Regions from separate parts of the Sus scrofa genome. Here region 2 is linked to region 1. Evidence: chromatin contacts called from public Hi-C data. All regions are on one chromosome and are shown on one strand. The core of a region is the stretch at or near the end of the contact, and the rest is flanking DNA. Distances in the headings are between cores, read along the strand shown. Region 1 overlaps TFEB (transcription factor EB). Region 2 holds the start of FRS3 (fibroblast growth factor receptor substrate 3).

Region 1 (7,576 bases), core at 2,669-5,168:
GATCTGATCCCTGGACCCGGAACTCCATATGCCATGGGACAGCCAAAAATGAAAAAAAAACAAAAAACAAAAAACAAAAACATGAGCAGGAAGCCGAAAATACAGAGAACCCATGAGGCAGCGACTCGGTTCCTAAGTTTCTGCCCAGCAGGAAAGCATCCATGTGGACACAGAGGACACAGACTAGAATGTTCAGGGCAGCAAGGGCACTATGGAGAGTGGCCAAAAGTGGACACCAGCCAAATGTCCATCAACAGGAAGGTAGGTAAAGAAGCTGTGGTACCTCCGCGCCCTGGAATGCCCCTTGGCAATGGGAGGGAACCAGCTATTGCTACACGCAACTCAGATGACTCCCGCAGACATGACAGCGAACAAAATCAGCCAAACACACTCAAAGCGTGATCGACGTATGTGCAGTTCAAAAACAGGCGAAAGGCACCTTTTGTGTCAGAAGTCAGGGTCCTGCTTACCCCTCGGGGGAGTGACGGGGAGGTGGCCCAGGACAGCTTGGGGTGGGGGTGGGGATTAGGAATGTCCTGTAATTTGATGCAGGTGTTGGTGACATGGGAGTGCGGAGTTTATGAAAATGTATCCAGATGCTCACTGGATTTGTACACTGTTCTGTGGGTGTGTCACACTTCCATTAAAATTTTACATAAGAAGGAGAGCAGACCTTACATAATGTAAAAGAAGAGCCGAGCAAATTACCCTCCCCGCTTCCTCCATCCAAGTGGAGCTACAACATTAAAATGCCTTTGGTACCAGGCAGCTTCAACACAGCTGGTACGTCCTCTTTGGAAGAGCAATTTGGCAATATGTATCAATGCCTTAAAAAACAGCCACTAGCGGGAAGGAATCACAAGGGCAGAAAAGGCTCTGATGCACAAAGATGCCCATCCCATTAAAGAGGAAAAAAATCAAAAATAATCTCGATGTCCAGCCATAGGATGGTTAAATCAGGTTGTGTTCCTGCTCATGGAATGTTGTGTTTACAAGGGGATATGTCAAGTGAAAAAAGTAGGATGCCAAATTCCATATAAAATCTGGGAGTTCCCGTTGTGGCGCAGCGGAAACAAATCCGACTAGGAAGCATGAGGTTTCGGGTTCGATCTCTGGCCCCAGTCAGTGGGTTAAGGATCTGGCGTTGCTGTGAGCTATGGTATAGGTGGCAGACGTGGCCTCAGATCTGATGTTACTGTGGCTGTGGCATAGGCTGGCAGCTGTAGCTCTGACTGGACCCCTAGCCTGGGAACCTCCGTATGCCACAGGCGCAGCCCTAAAAAAAAAAAAAAAGAAAGAAAGAAAAAAGAAAAACATCTGATCAGGAATTCCCACTGGGGCACAAAGGGATTGGTGGTGTCTCTGCAGTGCCAGGACACAGGTTTGATCCCTAGGCCGGGACAATGGGTTAAAGGATTCAGTGTTGCCACAGCTGTGGCGGAGGCCACAACTGCAGCTTGGATCTGATCCTTGGCCCTGGAACTTCATATGCCATAGGATGGCCAAAAATTAAAAAAAAAAAAAAAAAAGAAAAAAGACAAAGAAAACAAAATCTGATCATAGGAGTTCCCTGGTGGCCTACTGGTCACTGCTGTGGCTTGGGCTCAACCTCTGGCCTGGGGACTTCTGCACACCCATGGGCCCAGCTAATACATACATACATACCTACATAAATAAATAAAATTTGATCATTATCACGTACAAATACATGTAGAAAACCTCTTGGGAGGTAATATACTGAAATATTACTGATATCACAAGTGATTTTTTTTTCCTTTTGGAATGTTCTTTTTCTATATGAACATGTATATCTTTCTAATCAAGAAAAATATTTAATACTAATAGCTAATGCTTAGGGAGTACTTACGAGGCGCCAGGTATGGGTCGAAGCATCTTACTTAGTTACCACAATTACTTCCTAACGTGAGCATCAGTCCTGTCCCCCCTTTTACTGATGAGGAAATAGGCACAGAGAAGCAGTCACTTGTCAAAAGTCCCAGAGCTCATGAGCGGCGAGGCTGGACTTTGGCTGTCTGGCTCCATCACCCTCATCCTGGGTCCTGCACTTGGGGCAGGGTTGCCACATTTTATTTTAGGAACCCCCACTGAAGAAGTCCCCCTACAATCAAAGGTCTTTCATCCAGCCAAGGGGCCAGAGGGTACCCAGGACGATGGAATGGTCTGGAATCCCCAAACACGAGCAGAAAAAACTCTGCCCTTCCTCAAAGGGCAGAGATAATTTCCTGTATTCCCAGAAAAAAAGAAAAAAAACATATGTCTGGCGGCTGAAACAACAAAGTGTGTGGAGGCTCGGCGACCAGGGATGCCTGGTTAAGCCATTTATTACATTCTGCGCCTCTGCGGTTGGAACAAGTTCTCCTCTGATCCAGCCCGTTACAAACTACCACTTGTGTGGGAGCTGCCCAGTCGTGGCGGAGGGGAAATCAACCAAGCCCTGAAGGAAGGCCTCCGGAGCAGGTGCTGAGGCTCCCGGAGGCAGCGGAAGGGACCCCATGACTGCCTGGGCGACCTTTCTGCCCTGGAAAGGGGAGAGAGGGGAAGATGCCAGGGCTGGGGTTTGTTTTCTCTTCTCAGAGCCCCTCTGGCAGAGGAGGTAGCAAAGGAAAGCTTGACAAACTAGGAAACAGAACAAGAATGTCCACCCAATCCCCACACCTCAGGACACGGTGGTCACCGGTCCCCGCAGGGCCTGGGGAGCATCAGCTGGGCTGGACCCAAAGTTCTCTAGGGGCGGAGGGGGTGTTGTAAGATTGCATTCCTCAGTCACTGTTGACTGTCACTCCAACCATGCCCACTGGGGGCATCCCTTGGTGAGTCTCCTCCTTCTGTTTTTTGTTGTTGTTGTTGTTGTTTAGGGCTGCACCTGCAGCATATGGAAGTTCCCAGGCTAGGGGTTGAATTGGAGCTGCAGCTGCCGGCCTAAACCACAGCCACAGCAACATGGGATCTGAGTTGCCTGCGACCAACACCACATCCTTAACCCACTGAGTGAGGCCAGGGATCAAACCTGTGTCCTCATGGATACTAGTCAGGTTCTTAACCCACTGAGCCACAACAGGAACTCCCTCCCCATTCTGTTCTTAAGTTTCTTTCTTTCTTTCTTTTTTTTTTTTTTTTTTTTTTTTTTGCTTTTTAGGGCTACACCCACAGCATATGGAGGTTCCCAGGCTAGGGGTTGAATCGGAGCTATAGCTGCCAGCCTACACCACAGCCACAGCAATGCAGGATCACGTCTGCGACTGGCAGACATCACAGCTCAAGGCCAGGGATCGAACCCGTGTCCTCATGGATACTAGTCAGGTTCTTAACTCACTGAGCCACAATGGGAACTCCTGCTCTTAAGTTTCATTTGAGAAAAGGATCATATCCATTCCCTGATACACACACACACACACACACACACACACACACACACACACACGCACCCACATCAAGGCCTCAGTAGGCAAGGGCCATGTTGCCTAGCAGTCACCCCAGCCGCTATCTCTCCTTACAGACTGGCCAGAAGCAGGAAGACCTCGGCCAGCTTTTCCCCAGACCAGGCACCCACTTTGATTCCTCTCCAGAAGTCTTGGGTTTTAAAAAGATTTTCTTTTCCGAAGCTTGTGTATTACCCACCCTTCACTAGGGGAGAGGCAGGTGGGAAAGAGAGACCCCCACCCTTCTGGGCTCTAATGAGATCCAGGCTGGCAGAGCACTGAGCCTGGCACCTGGCACACTGGAGATACACTGCACGCAGGTCGTTATTATATTAGCTGACCCCCTGGTCCCCTAGGGGTCAGGAAAGGCAACAATGGGCCCTCTGCCTGCTTCCGGCCCTGATAAAAAGCAAGTGGGAGTCACACTGGCCCTGGGAAGTGTGCACCCCCCAGGACACTGCCCGGCCTGGCGGTGGGGGGAGGACAGTCAGGGGCTTGTTTTTAGACAAGCCTGAACACAGGCGGGAGGTGAGGAGGAGGGGAAGGAAGAGAGGGAGGCGAAGGGCAGGGGCGGCAGCTCCCGGTCTGCCGAGTGGCCCCAGGGCCCACAGCTCCGGCCCATCAGCCTGTCGACCAGGCTCCCATCCCACAGGAAAGGGTGGGAGCTGGCGCCTCCTGGCTGGCCCGGGGCAAGCGGGGCAGCTTCAAAGGCAATCCCAGACCAGAGAGGCGCCCGTCTTGTCCCATAGGGATCAGCTGGGCCCTGGCACGAGGCCGGCCTCAGGAGGCCCGCCACTGGGCTTTGAAGGATGGGGGACCAGAGGGACACGGGGCTGAGGGAAACCTGGAGGGTAGAAACCAGAAAGGTCCTGCGAGGGTCCACCCTTGTCCTGTGCAGAGACTCAGCCCAGCCCCGCACGCAGAGCCTCTGGTGTCTGTCTGTCTCTCTCACACACAGACACACACGTTGTAGGATCCCTGCCCCCGCTGCTCAGTGGGTTGGAGGGGGACCGGGGAACTGAAACCCCTTCTTTCCCTTCTCCCATGCCCCCCTCCTGGACACGCCGTCCACTCGAGAGGCCTCCCCGCGGCCACACTGCGTTGTCCTCCAGTTGCTTCCTGGTCGGCTCCCATCTCCCCAGGAAGCTCCCAGAGAAATCAGAGTTCTTCTTAGGACCTCCACCCCACCCCAGAGCACGGACTTCCCAGAATGAAACTCGGGGCCCCAGGAGGCTGTCCGTCCAATGACGCATCATGCGCGCAATTCCACCTTATCCAGCAAACACCCCGTGTCCCCACGATGGACCTGGCTCTGGGCTCAGCTCACAACAGCTATCAGATCTCACCCGTCCCCCACAAACACGTCACAGGACAAACAGAACTTCTGCAGATGAGAAAACCAGGACTCAGAGAGGGGAAGGGACTCAGGCGAGGCCACACTGCAAGAACCTGGGGAAGCGGGGAGACCAGGTCCCCTCAGGTGGGCAACCACCACCAGCCCCAGCCCCAGGAGGAAACCAGGGGCCCACAGGGAAGACCCATGTAGATGGATTATTGTTCCCATAAGCTCCCAGTCCTGCCTCACTCCCCCGACCCCATGTTGTCCTCAGTGAATCCCACAGAGGGTCCCAGAGGGGCCTGCACCGCCCTCGGCCCTCCCAGATGCCCCAGAACACGGGCCAGGCCCCGCCCACCGGCAGACCCTCTTCTGCTCCCCAGCCAGGACGAGTCCATGCCCAGGGCTCGAGAGGTCACAGATCTGGGGGTCATGAGGCGGTTAACACGGGCCACAAGAGGGCCTCGGGGGGAAATCATAGCAAACTGGCTGGACAGAAATGTGATTACATGGACCAGAGACCTGGCACCGGACGGCAGTCGAGGTGTGTGTGCAGAGGGAGGGGCAGGGAGGGGCACAGACAGCAACCCAGACAGGAAAGGGACCTGAAGAGCAGGAGAAGGGTTTCTAGACTGGGACTCAGGAGTTCCCTTTGTGGCTCAGTGGAAACGAATCCAACTAGCATCCATGAGGATGAGGGTTTGGTCCCTGGCCTTGCTCAGTGGGTTAAGGATCCAGCGTTGCCGTGAGCTGTGGTGTAGGCCACAGAGGTGGCTCAGATCTGGTGTTGCTGTAGCTGTGGCATAGGCTGGCAGCTATAGCTTCAATTTGACCCCAAGCCTGAGAACTTTTATATGCTGTGGGTGTGGCCCTAAAAAGCAAAACAAAAACAAAAACAAAAACAAAAAACTGGAGCTCCAAGAGCCCCACGCTCCGTGTGACCTCCTCCCTTGGCCACCTCAGCCCACCTGATCCTGTCCCCCTGCTGAGGAAAGATCAGCTAAGTCCTGATGGATGATAGGTCAGCCCATAAGCTCACTGATGCCATCCCCCCAGGGAAGACAAGGCCCAAGAGTCCCTCCTGACTGGCCATTGTGTGCCGTCATGGATTTGGGGCCCGAGAGTTTGGACCCTCTGGAGTGAGCCTGCTCCAAAAGGGCAGAGTGGAGTTGGAAAACTGCATTTGGCTCTCCCACAGGCACGTCCTGTTCCTTCTCCCAGGTGGACCCCTGGTTGATCATGGGAGGGGCTTGAGGGGACCCGTGCTGGGCCCCTTCCTGCTCTGTCCGGGCATGCGCAGGCTTCCAGCAGCACAGGTGTGTCCTGGGCAGGTGCCTGCAGGGCTGGGACAGGGAGAGAGGCCAGCGCTGCTTTCCAGCACTCAGGAACTCCCTCTCCAGAGCTGCATCAGCCTTGGGGACACAGCCTTTGCGTGCCCATCTCTTCAGGAGAGAGGGACCCACACTCCAGCCCTTCCTCGGGCCGCTTGGGCAGATCCGGGTGTGAGAAGATGCAAAGGGCAGAGAGGAGTGGCTCTGGCTCCCAACCAAGCCCTTGATGGACCAGCCCTGACCCACAGCGCCCCCGCTGCCCTTGGGGGCTTCCTCGGCTCCCTCCCCACTGCCTCAGCCTCTCCAATCTCCAGCCTCCCTGCAGCAGCTCAGCCACTGCAATGAACTCCTACGGTTCAGCTTCCTTTGGAAGAATTTAATCTGCCTCTGAGAACTTTGAAAACAACCTCTCGATAACTGAGGTATCCAGGCTTTGCCTAATTAAAGAAGACACTGGAAGAGCGGAGGGGAAAAGGGATGAAGAAAAACACCTATGAGCCTGGACGATTGCATCAAGTTCACAACCAAGCTCAAGCAATTCCCTTGTACCAGGCATAGTTCTGAGCGGATACTGTTGCTGAGACGACCCTCAAATCACACACTCCTGGGGAAGGAGTAATAATACATCCCCCAGGTCACAGAGGCAGAGAGGCTGACACCTGGCTCAAGGTCCCATGCTGGTGGGCAGTGGAGCTGAGGCCCCTGGTCTGGGGGTCTGCACACCCCACCTCCGCCTGCTCGGGCTGCTGAGTGCATGGGGCACAGCAGCTGGCTGGGTGCCTAGGTGAGCAGTCAGTCAGGACAGGACCTGAGGAGGCAGGTAGGGAGTCGGAAGCCCACTGGCAGAGGGGCCCTGGGCTAGGCAGATGCGGCTGGATGCTGTTCCCTGACAACTTCGTCTCAGCCTTCTGAGTCTGCTCTCTGGAAGACGGCTGGGTTTAGCGGAATGCGCCTATGCGCTGGACCTGATGGACCAGAGTTCAAGTCTGGCTTTGCCACTTAATGGCTGTGTGAGCCAGGACAGGTACTTAACTTTCTTTTCTTTTTCTTTTTCTTTCTTTTTTTTTTTTTTTGTCTTTTTAGGGTTGCAGCATATGGAAGTTTCCAGGCTAGGAGTCGAATTGCAGCTGTAGCTGCCAGCCGACACTACAGCCACAGCAACGCGGGATCTGAGCTGCATCTGCGACCTACACCACAGCTCACAGCAATGCTGGATCCTTAACCCACTGAAAGAGGCCAGGGATCAAACTCACATCCTCATGGATACTAGTCAGTTTCCTTAGTCAACTCTTGAGCCAAACAAAAATTTCCGTATTGAAGCTCTCAGAGCCTCAGTTTCCCCATTTGTAAAAGAGGATGGCAGTAATGCCACCTCCCATAGAGTAGGTGAGGCGATCAAAGGAGCAGACGTGTGTGGGGTACCTGGCAGCTCAGTGGTGGCCCATGAGTGTTAGCTCCCTGGTGAGGGG
Region 2 (7,576 bases), core at 1,959-4,458, 82 kb after region 1:
CCCTCCCCACCATCCCAATATCCACCTCAAATGTATCTTTTTTTTTTTTTTTTTTTTTTTTTTGACATGCCTACAGCACATGGAAGTTCCTGGGGGCCAGGGATCAAACACAAGCCACAGTAGTGAAAATGCTGATCCTTAATCCCTGAGGCACTAGGGAACTCCCTCAAATTTATCTTCATGATATTCTTTTCAAATGCGATATTACATTATGGTCAAGAGATACATTCAAGGAATTCCTATCGTGGCACAGCAGAAATGAATCCGACTAGGAACCATGAGGTTGCGGGTTTGGTCCCTGGCCTCACTCAGTGTCTTCAGGATCTGGCACTGCTGCGAACTGTGGTGTAGGTCACAGATGTGACTCGGATCCCGCATTGCTGTGGCTGTGGCTGTAGGCCAACAGCTGCAGCTTTGATTTGACCCCTGGCCTGGGAACTTCCATGTGCCGTAGGTGTGCCCCTAAAAAAAAAAAAAAAAAAAAAAAAAAAAAAAAGAGAAAACCAAAAGAGAGATACATTCAGAAGATCAAACAATTAAAACCTTGAGTAGGCATTTCTTCGTTAAAAAATTAAATGCTGGGTTTGCTCTCCTTTGGCCAAAGTGGAGACGAGAAGCCTTACTGTTTGGCTTTTCCCTCCCTGATTAAGGCACTTGGATTAGACGTCACAACAGTCAGACCTGTGCCCAGGATGGAGGGGAGACCACCAGGCTACAGTGACCTAAGGGAGCAAGCGAATGCATGGGCCAATCCCAAACAAGTTATGGGGTGGCAAACGGCAGCAAGAAATCAATTGGTAGGATTAGATGGCCTTCTGGCACTCCCCCTGAATGTGTAAAGCCTTGAACGATCCTGACCCGCACCCTCCATTTCTCCCAAGTTGGGAAGCTCCAGAAAAGTGGCTCCTATACACAGCTCTCACCTCACCCAGGCCATCGGGGAGCCGACCATGGGAGGGGCATGGGGAAGGACCCCCACTTTATTCCCCCCTTTCTTGGTGGGGCGTCATGACAAGCCGTCTGCAGAGAAGTCACCTGGATCTCCCTGGGGCTCACCTAGCATAGGAGACAGAGACCACAGGTTAGCAGAAACCTTCCATCTTCACCCCCAATTGTTAATGAAAATGACTTGCTCTCAGTTCACCCCACCTGGATATCTGTTGCACGTCCTAATGAAATAGAAACATCTATTGGAGTTCCCGTCATGGCTCAGTGGTTAACAAATCCGACTAGGAACCATGAGGTTGCGGGTTCCATCCCTGGCTTCACTCAGTGAGTTAAGGATCCAGCTTTGCCGTGAGCTGTAGTGTAGGTTGCAGATGTGACTCGGATCCCATGTTGCTGTGGCTCTGGTGTAGGCCGGCGGCTACAGCTCTGATTCGACCCCTAGCCTGGGAACCTCCATATGCAGCGGGAGTGGCCCAAGAAATGGCAAAAAGGACAAAAGAAAAAAGAAAAAAAAAAGAAATAGAAACATCTAGGACGAACATGAGATCAAAGGCAAAGGGACCATGAACTCCAAGCCCCATAGACCCTGAGAGGCCCCCTCTGGCATCAGTGAGTCTAAGGCAGCCCAGGGCATTTTTAAGTCACATGTCCATCTGAATCCTATTACAACCAAGATCACCACCTTACCTTTGCAGAGAACTTGAACTCTGCAGAGAGCTTTCTCAAAAGGACACTAAGATATACTGGAAAAGCAATGGCTTAAGAGTCAGGAACCCAATAGTCCCGTCTTTTCTGTTGCTAACTTATATCTGGGAGTCTGCCAGGTTGATCCTCCACTCCCCCAACTCCCACCCCAAGGCCTGAGTTTTGAAGGGAAACAGCTGTCAGCTGCAGAGCTTCTAGCTTCAATAACCTCTAGAGGTTAGTAGGGAGGACAAACATCACTAAAATCAACATTTTCCTCTTCCAGGACAAGCTCCTACGATCTCACATTCGGACGCTTGATAGATTTTTCTGTTCTCCAAGTTCTGAAAGGCTGGAAATTTAACATAAATGCTGCCAACCAACCAAAACTTCAGTAATCTGAGCCCTAGGTGGACTAGTTGACAAGCCAGGACCCAGGAAATCCCTGAAATCCCACCCTCCTGCTCTAGAAAAGCAATGTCATTTCCCAGGACCCTTTGTTGCTCAGCATCCTTGGACAACTTCCCAGGTAAAAGGGCTCCCACCCTCTTGGTTTGGCTTACTTCCTGGAGGGGGGCAGCAGGATGAGGAAGGTGTGCAAGGACTAGAACAGGCAGCTGGGTAAATATTGAGGCTTGAGCCACCAAGAGGGAGTCTGGGGGTGAAACCAGGAGCTGCAGGGTGCAAGATGGGGGAGGGCGCTGCACCTTTTCCTGTCCCCTTCAATTCTCTTTAAGATACCAGGATATAGCATGACAGCCCAATGGGGGGGGGGCTACATGGGGTGGAGAGGCAGGAGACGGCTCTGGTCTGAGATGGGGTGGATTGGGGGTGGGAGTATGAGGTTATTGGGGATTCAAAATGTATGAGAGGGATTGGGGAAACGTGGGCAAATTTTTTTGGATTTGAGCACAGTGCAAGGAGAATGAGGGAATATGAAGACTCAGGAATTTCAGGGCGGTGGAAACATCTGGTGGTATCCAGGAGAGAATGGTGGTTTCTGTGGGCATACCAGGGGAATTCGCAGGAGTGAGGGGGTTCTGAAGGTCCAGGACACGCGAAGGTGTATCCAGAGGGTGGGGGTGGGGTGGATCCGGGGGATTAGAGGCAGATTTAGGTGACAGGGTTGACAGGGGAATTTCTAGATCCCGAGAAGGAATAGGGGAGGTCGGGGCCGCGCGTCGTCCCTAGATCCCCGCCCCCCAGCCCGGGCTCCACCGCCCGCCCGCCAGGGGCTTCCTCGGGAGGGAGCGGAGACTGCGGTGCGGCGCGGCGCGGCCTCGGTGGAGCCGCCTTGTCCCCGCCCCGCCGCGCCCCGACTCACATCGCCCCGCGGCCCGGGCGGCGCCGGGCCCCGCTCCCGGGTCCCGCTGCAGACAGCCGCCGCCCGCCCGGAGCTGAGGCCTCCCCGCCCCGCAGCCGCGGGGTCGGAGGTCACCGGCAGCACCAACGAGACGCTGCGGGCGGGCGGACCCGATTGGGGGCGACCGGCGCGCAGCCTAGAAGGTCTCTTTGGAGGACTTTGCAGTCGGGAGCAAGGAGCATGCGCAGACGCCAGAGGGCGCTCCGGGCCAGAGGCTGAGAGAGCCTGGCAGGGGCGGGGCGGAGCCTGGGGCGGGGGCGGGGATAGGGCGGGGCTGAGGGGGTCCAGAAGTGGGACCAAAGATTTCCACTCCCAGGATCGCTAGACTGGCGGGAGGCGCGGGGGGGGGGGGCAGTGGGGGGAGCCTAAAGGGATGGAAAGGAGGAGGTCAGGACCAGGGACCCGGAAAGGAGCTGGGACAAGGGGGAGGGATCTAGATGGGGGTGGGACACACAGACAGAGGCGGGACTAGGACACCAGAAGGAGAGTCTTGGCGGGGGGACCTGCAGGTTCCGAAGGGCGTTGCGTTCCGCAAGTGCTTGAGGACCCGGCTAAACGGTGACTCCCGGTGTCTGCTCAGCATCTGCAGGGAAGCGATTCCAGCGCTAATCCCATGGGCATGGCGGCAGTGAAGCCTGCTCACTTTCCACCCGAGAGCCCTACAAATGCTTTCCTTTAGTCTGCAGCTCTAGGCCCCTCCCGGCCTAGGCCCCTCCCAGAGCCGCCGGGCTCTACCAGCTCCTGGGCAGGGCCCGCGAGCGGAGGGGGGCGTGGGAGAGGAAGGGCCGCTCTCCGCGGGCGGGCAGAGGCCGGCGCTGGGGCCTCGGGGTGGGGACCGGCTGAGGGGCCCGACGGCGGGGTCTGTCCAGTCCAGAGCGGCCCGGACACCGGCGCGTAGCGAGGGTGAGACCCCAGCAGAGTCCCGTTCCTTCTCTTAAACTCCGAGCAGACACACTGGGACCCCCGCTGACTCCAGGACAACACTGCGCCCCGCTTCGAAGGTGGGCCCCGCGAAGCCCAAGAAAAAACTTTGGGGATCTGTCGAGAGGGCACTTGGCGGAACCTGACACTTCTCTTCCCTGTCTTCCTCTCACTGTCCTGGGAAACCTTCCCACCCGCGACCCCCAATCCCTAGACTTAGCCCTTCAGGGGTGGGTTGGGAAGGTCGAACTCCTGAGCCCGGGTACACTTGCGCGGGGGCAGGAGAAAGTATTCAGTCCCTTGTGTGGGGGAGGGGAGGAGGAAATTCTCGAAGGATCCAGCATGTTAGTAAGGTGGGGGTAAGGTGGGGCCCCCGCTAAGTAGAGGTGATGTTATGTGGTCCTGGGCCGAGGGGATGAAGGGTCAGGGGCAAGGACTGATTTTTGAGCATTGTCTCTGTGTGGGACGATTTCATGCAAACAAGAATTAACTTGGAAGGGAGGGTGCAAGTCTCCTTTGGGGCCCCGGAAGCGCCCCCTTCCTGTGATCACCCCCTCCCCAGCGGGTAGTGCTGCTTGAGGAAGTGGCTACTCCTGGCCCCGAGTGTGAGCAGCCCATCCTGGCTGCTTTCCACAGGAAACCTGAGCTGGGGGACAGAACGGGCAGGAAGCAGATGGGTGCGGAGCCAGGAAGCAGGGAAGGATAGCAGAGGGTGGGAGCTCAGGTCTGGGAAGCCGTATAATTGTTTCAGTCCAAGCCCTGTTCCCAGCCCCAAAGCTGGGTCTTACAGGGGCCAGGGTGATGCCCTTCTGTGCCCAGCTGCTGGCAGAATCCATCCCTGCTCTCGAAGGTAACCTCCTCCTCTAAAGCTTCCCTTAGCCTTCTAATGCGACTTTGGGCAAGTTAAGTAACCTCAGTTTGTTTCAACCGTAATGTGGGATCATAGAAACTACCTCATACAATTGTTGTGAAGATGGATTGTATTATGTAACATGCTAGGATAGTCCCTGGCACAGAGTAAACATTCTAGAAAAGCTTGCTTTCGTTATTTTCCTTCCTAGGGTGCTGTGTCTATCTGCCCAGAACCCTGGCCCCATCCTGCCTGGTTTCATCTCTGTCTTACCCAGTAGACTAAGCACCTTGAGGGCAGGGACCATCCCTTTTGTACTTCACCTCCCATCCTCAAGATCCTGTGGCCATACCAGGGCTTACCCAGAGGAGGCCTGAAGAGATGCTCTTAGAATTACTCAACAAAAGGGCCACTAGAGATAGAAGATGGAAGTGCAAGATTTTCCTCTGTTCTCGAGGAGCACATAGACTAGACGAGGTGCTGAGAGAGCCCAGCGAGCAAAGAGAAACATTAGTTGTTAAATCTTGGGGCCCCCACTGTGCTTATTTCTGGAGCTCAGGGGAGGAAAGCTGGTATGGGCTGGAGAAGCTGAGCAGAGTCTCCCGGTGAAGTGGTCCTTCTCCTGGCCCAAGCCTATGTCTGGCAAGACGGCTGGTGCAGGGGATGGTGAGGAAGTGGGCTCACCCCTGAGCACGCAGTGAGGGGTGGTGAGCGTTATGGCTGGGGAGGTGGGGAACAGGGGCCGGTCTACCCAAAGGCTCACCAAAAAGCCAGAATGCCCCCTCCTTCCTCTGTGGGCCTCCTCTTTCCTCCATCCCAATCTCGGGAGACCCCAGACAGAGTTCGAGGTGCAGAAACTCAAGAACTGAAAGACTTGGCCTTGAGATCTGGCTCTGTCATTTACTAGCTGTGTGACCTTGGGCAGACCACTTATGCTTTCCAAGCCGCCCTTGGTCCATCAGTAAAATGGTGACAAGAAAACCACCTAATTCACATGGTCGTTGGGAAGACTGAAGGAGATAAAGCTTGCAAAGCACTTTGCTTGCCTAGCATGTTGTCGTGGCCCAATGAAGAGGAGGTGCCTCTTTTTTTTCTGTTCAGATTTTGCCATCAATGTCACTGCTGAACTCTGGCTGGCCACACCCAGGAGAGAGGCCTACCCCTCTGGAGCCAAATCCACCAGTCAACCCAGACAGCAACCCAGGCCAGAGGCCAGAGGAGGACCCTGAGGAGGCCTCTGCTCAGGTGGTAGGAGTCCTGCCCTTCCCTCTGAGACCAGCATCCCCTCCATCCTTTGCACCTCCTCCCATTTAACCAGGTGAGAGGTAGCCTTTGTGCCAGCTTCTGGCAGCCCTTTCTCTTTGCAGGAATTCCTGTCCCTGTAACGCCCTCAGGACACAGGGGTTCAATATCTTTAAACTTCCTCCCATGAATATGTGACTTCTCCTAGAGGGGTCTGTGTTGATCAAAGCAGAAGAATGAAGGCATTATGATTTTGAGCATGAGAAGGGGAAATGGAGTTCCTGCTATGGCTCAGTGGTAATGAACCTGACTAGTATCCATGAGGATGTGGGTTCCATCCCTGGCCTTGTTCAGTGGGTTCAGGATCCAGGGTTGCCATGAGCTGTGGTGTAGGTTGCAGATATGGCCTGGATCTGGCATTGCAGTGGCTGTAGTGTAGGCTGGCAGCTGCAGTTCTGATTCAGCCCCTGGTCTGGGAACTTCCATATGCCATAGGTACGGCCCTGAAAAGACCGAAAAAAAAAAAAAAAGGAAACTGTTTTGGGGTGTGCCCTTCCCAGCCTGCCTCAGTTGGACCACAAACATGGCAGTGGATCAGCTGTCCCTTTGATCTTGAAGGAGGAACCTCCAAATGGGAGGGGAGGGGGACAGACAGGTGTTTGGAAATTGTCCTAGATTGGAGAAGAGGTGGCCATGAAGAGGGGAGGAAAGAAGGGGAGGGGAAGGGAGGTAAAACCTAGCTCTACTTCTCTCCTTTTGCTGCGTTTCCTTAGGATCCTGAAATTCTGCATTTGGGGCACCCTGACCTGGACACCAGCCAAACCCCCAGCTGGCCTGGGCTCCGGACCCTCCTGCAGCAGCTCCCTCCACAGGACAGCGATGTGGGTTCTCCCTCTCTCCAGCTTCCCTCTCTTGCCTCCCTACTCTCTACTTAATGTGGGGAGAAGTCTGGTCCAGAAGTCAGGGGCCATGGATTTCAGGCCTAGCTGTGCCGCTAGTTGGGAGCCTGAAAGCCTGAGCTTTTACATCTACACAATGGGTGTGATAGCCTCTGCTCTGCCCACCACAATGCTTAGTTGAAGAGCAAATGGGAAAATGGACATGAACAGCTTTTGAAACCGAGAATGGAATGTGCAAATGAGGAGAGCATGGTTGTTAAGTATTTATTGAGGCCCTGGGGGTGCCCAGCCTAAAGGCCTACAGTTCTATGGAGGAGGCAAGGCAGGAGCATATGGTGTAAGTAGGGGAAATACAGTGGGAAGTGATACTGAGCTACAGATCACTGGGAGCCCGAAGCCATGATATCACCTGAAGCCGAGTGATAGGGTTAAGTGCTGCGGGGCTGTCAGAAGTGGGGGATGACCAGTTCTCTCTTCCTCTCTCTTTGTCGACACCCTCCTGCGCCCTTACCTCCTGCACCTCCCTGAGGTTTTACAACCATCCTTTGACCCAGTGGCTACACCTCCTCTCTCCCATCAAACTTCAGTCTTGCCTGCTGGGGCTCCCCAGGTCACAGTGGATGCCTGTTTCTGTAGGAGCGATATTGCCTGACCCTTGAGGAGGAGGAG

Evidence for each region. Hi-C and Micro-C count contacts between places; a contact is called where the count stands out from the background.
Region 2: a Hi-C map of retroperitoneal adipose tissue shows a contact between it and region 1, with 2.0 times the contacts expected there. The contact joins the promoter of FRS3 here to the enhancer-like site in region 1. A contact is called at or near these places in 1 of 5 promoter capture datasets (liver), 9 of 47 Hi-C or Micro-C datasets (embryonic fibroblasts, epiblast stem cells, fetal liver and 4 more) and 2 of 2 datasets of contacts at active chromatin or transcription factors (alveolar macrophages and skeletal muscle).

Annotation. Positions count from the first base shown.
Region 1 is chr7:36,883,608-36,891,183 of Sscrofa11.1, forward strand. All of the region lies in intron 1 of TFEB (transcription factor EB), which reads right to left. Among named protein-coding and RNA genes, the nearest start is that of TFEB, 33 kb to the right of the region's middle. Within about 2 kb of position 3,919, at least 6 of the 83 cell types and tissues checked have an H3K27ac peak or open chromatin away from gene starts, as enhancers often do. A contact at or near this core is called in retroperitoneal adipose tissue, where this site is marked.
Region 2 is chr7:36,966,469-36,974,044 of Sscrofa11.1, forward strand. It overlaps FRS3 (fibroblast growth factor receptor substrate 3), which reads right to left and starts at 3,209. Exons shown (of 7, transcript XM_005665964.3): 1 at 2,957-3,209; 2 at 924-1,056. It overlaps PRICKLE4 (prickle-like protein 4), which reads left to right and starts at 5,869. Exons shown (of 8, transcript XM_021098686.1): 1 at 5,869-6,011; 2 at 6,782-6,889; 3 at 7,544-7,576. The coding sequence starts at 5,880.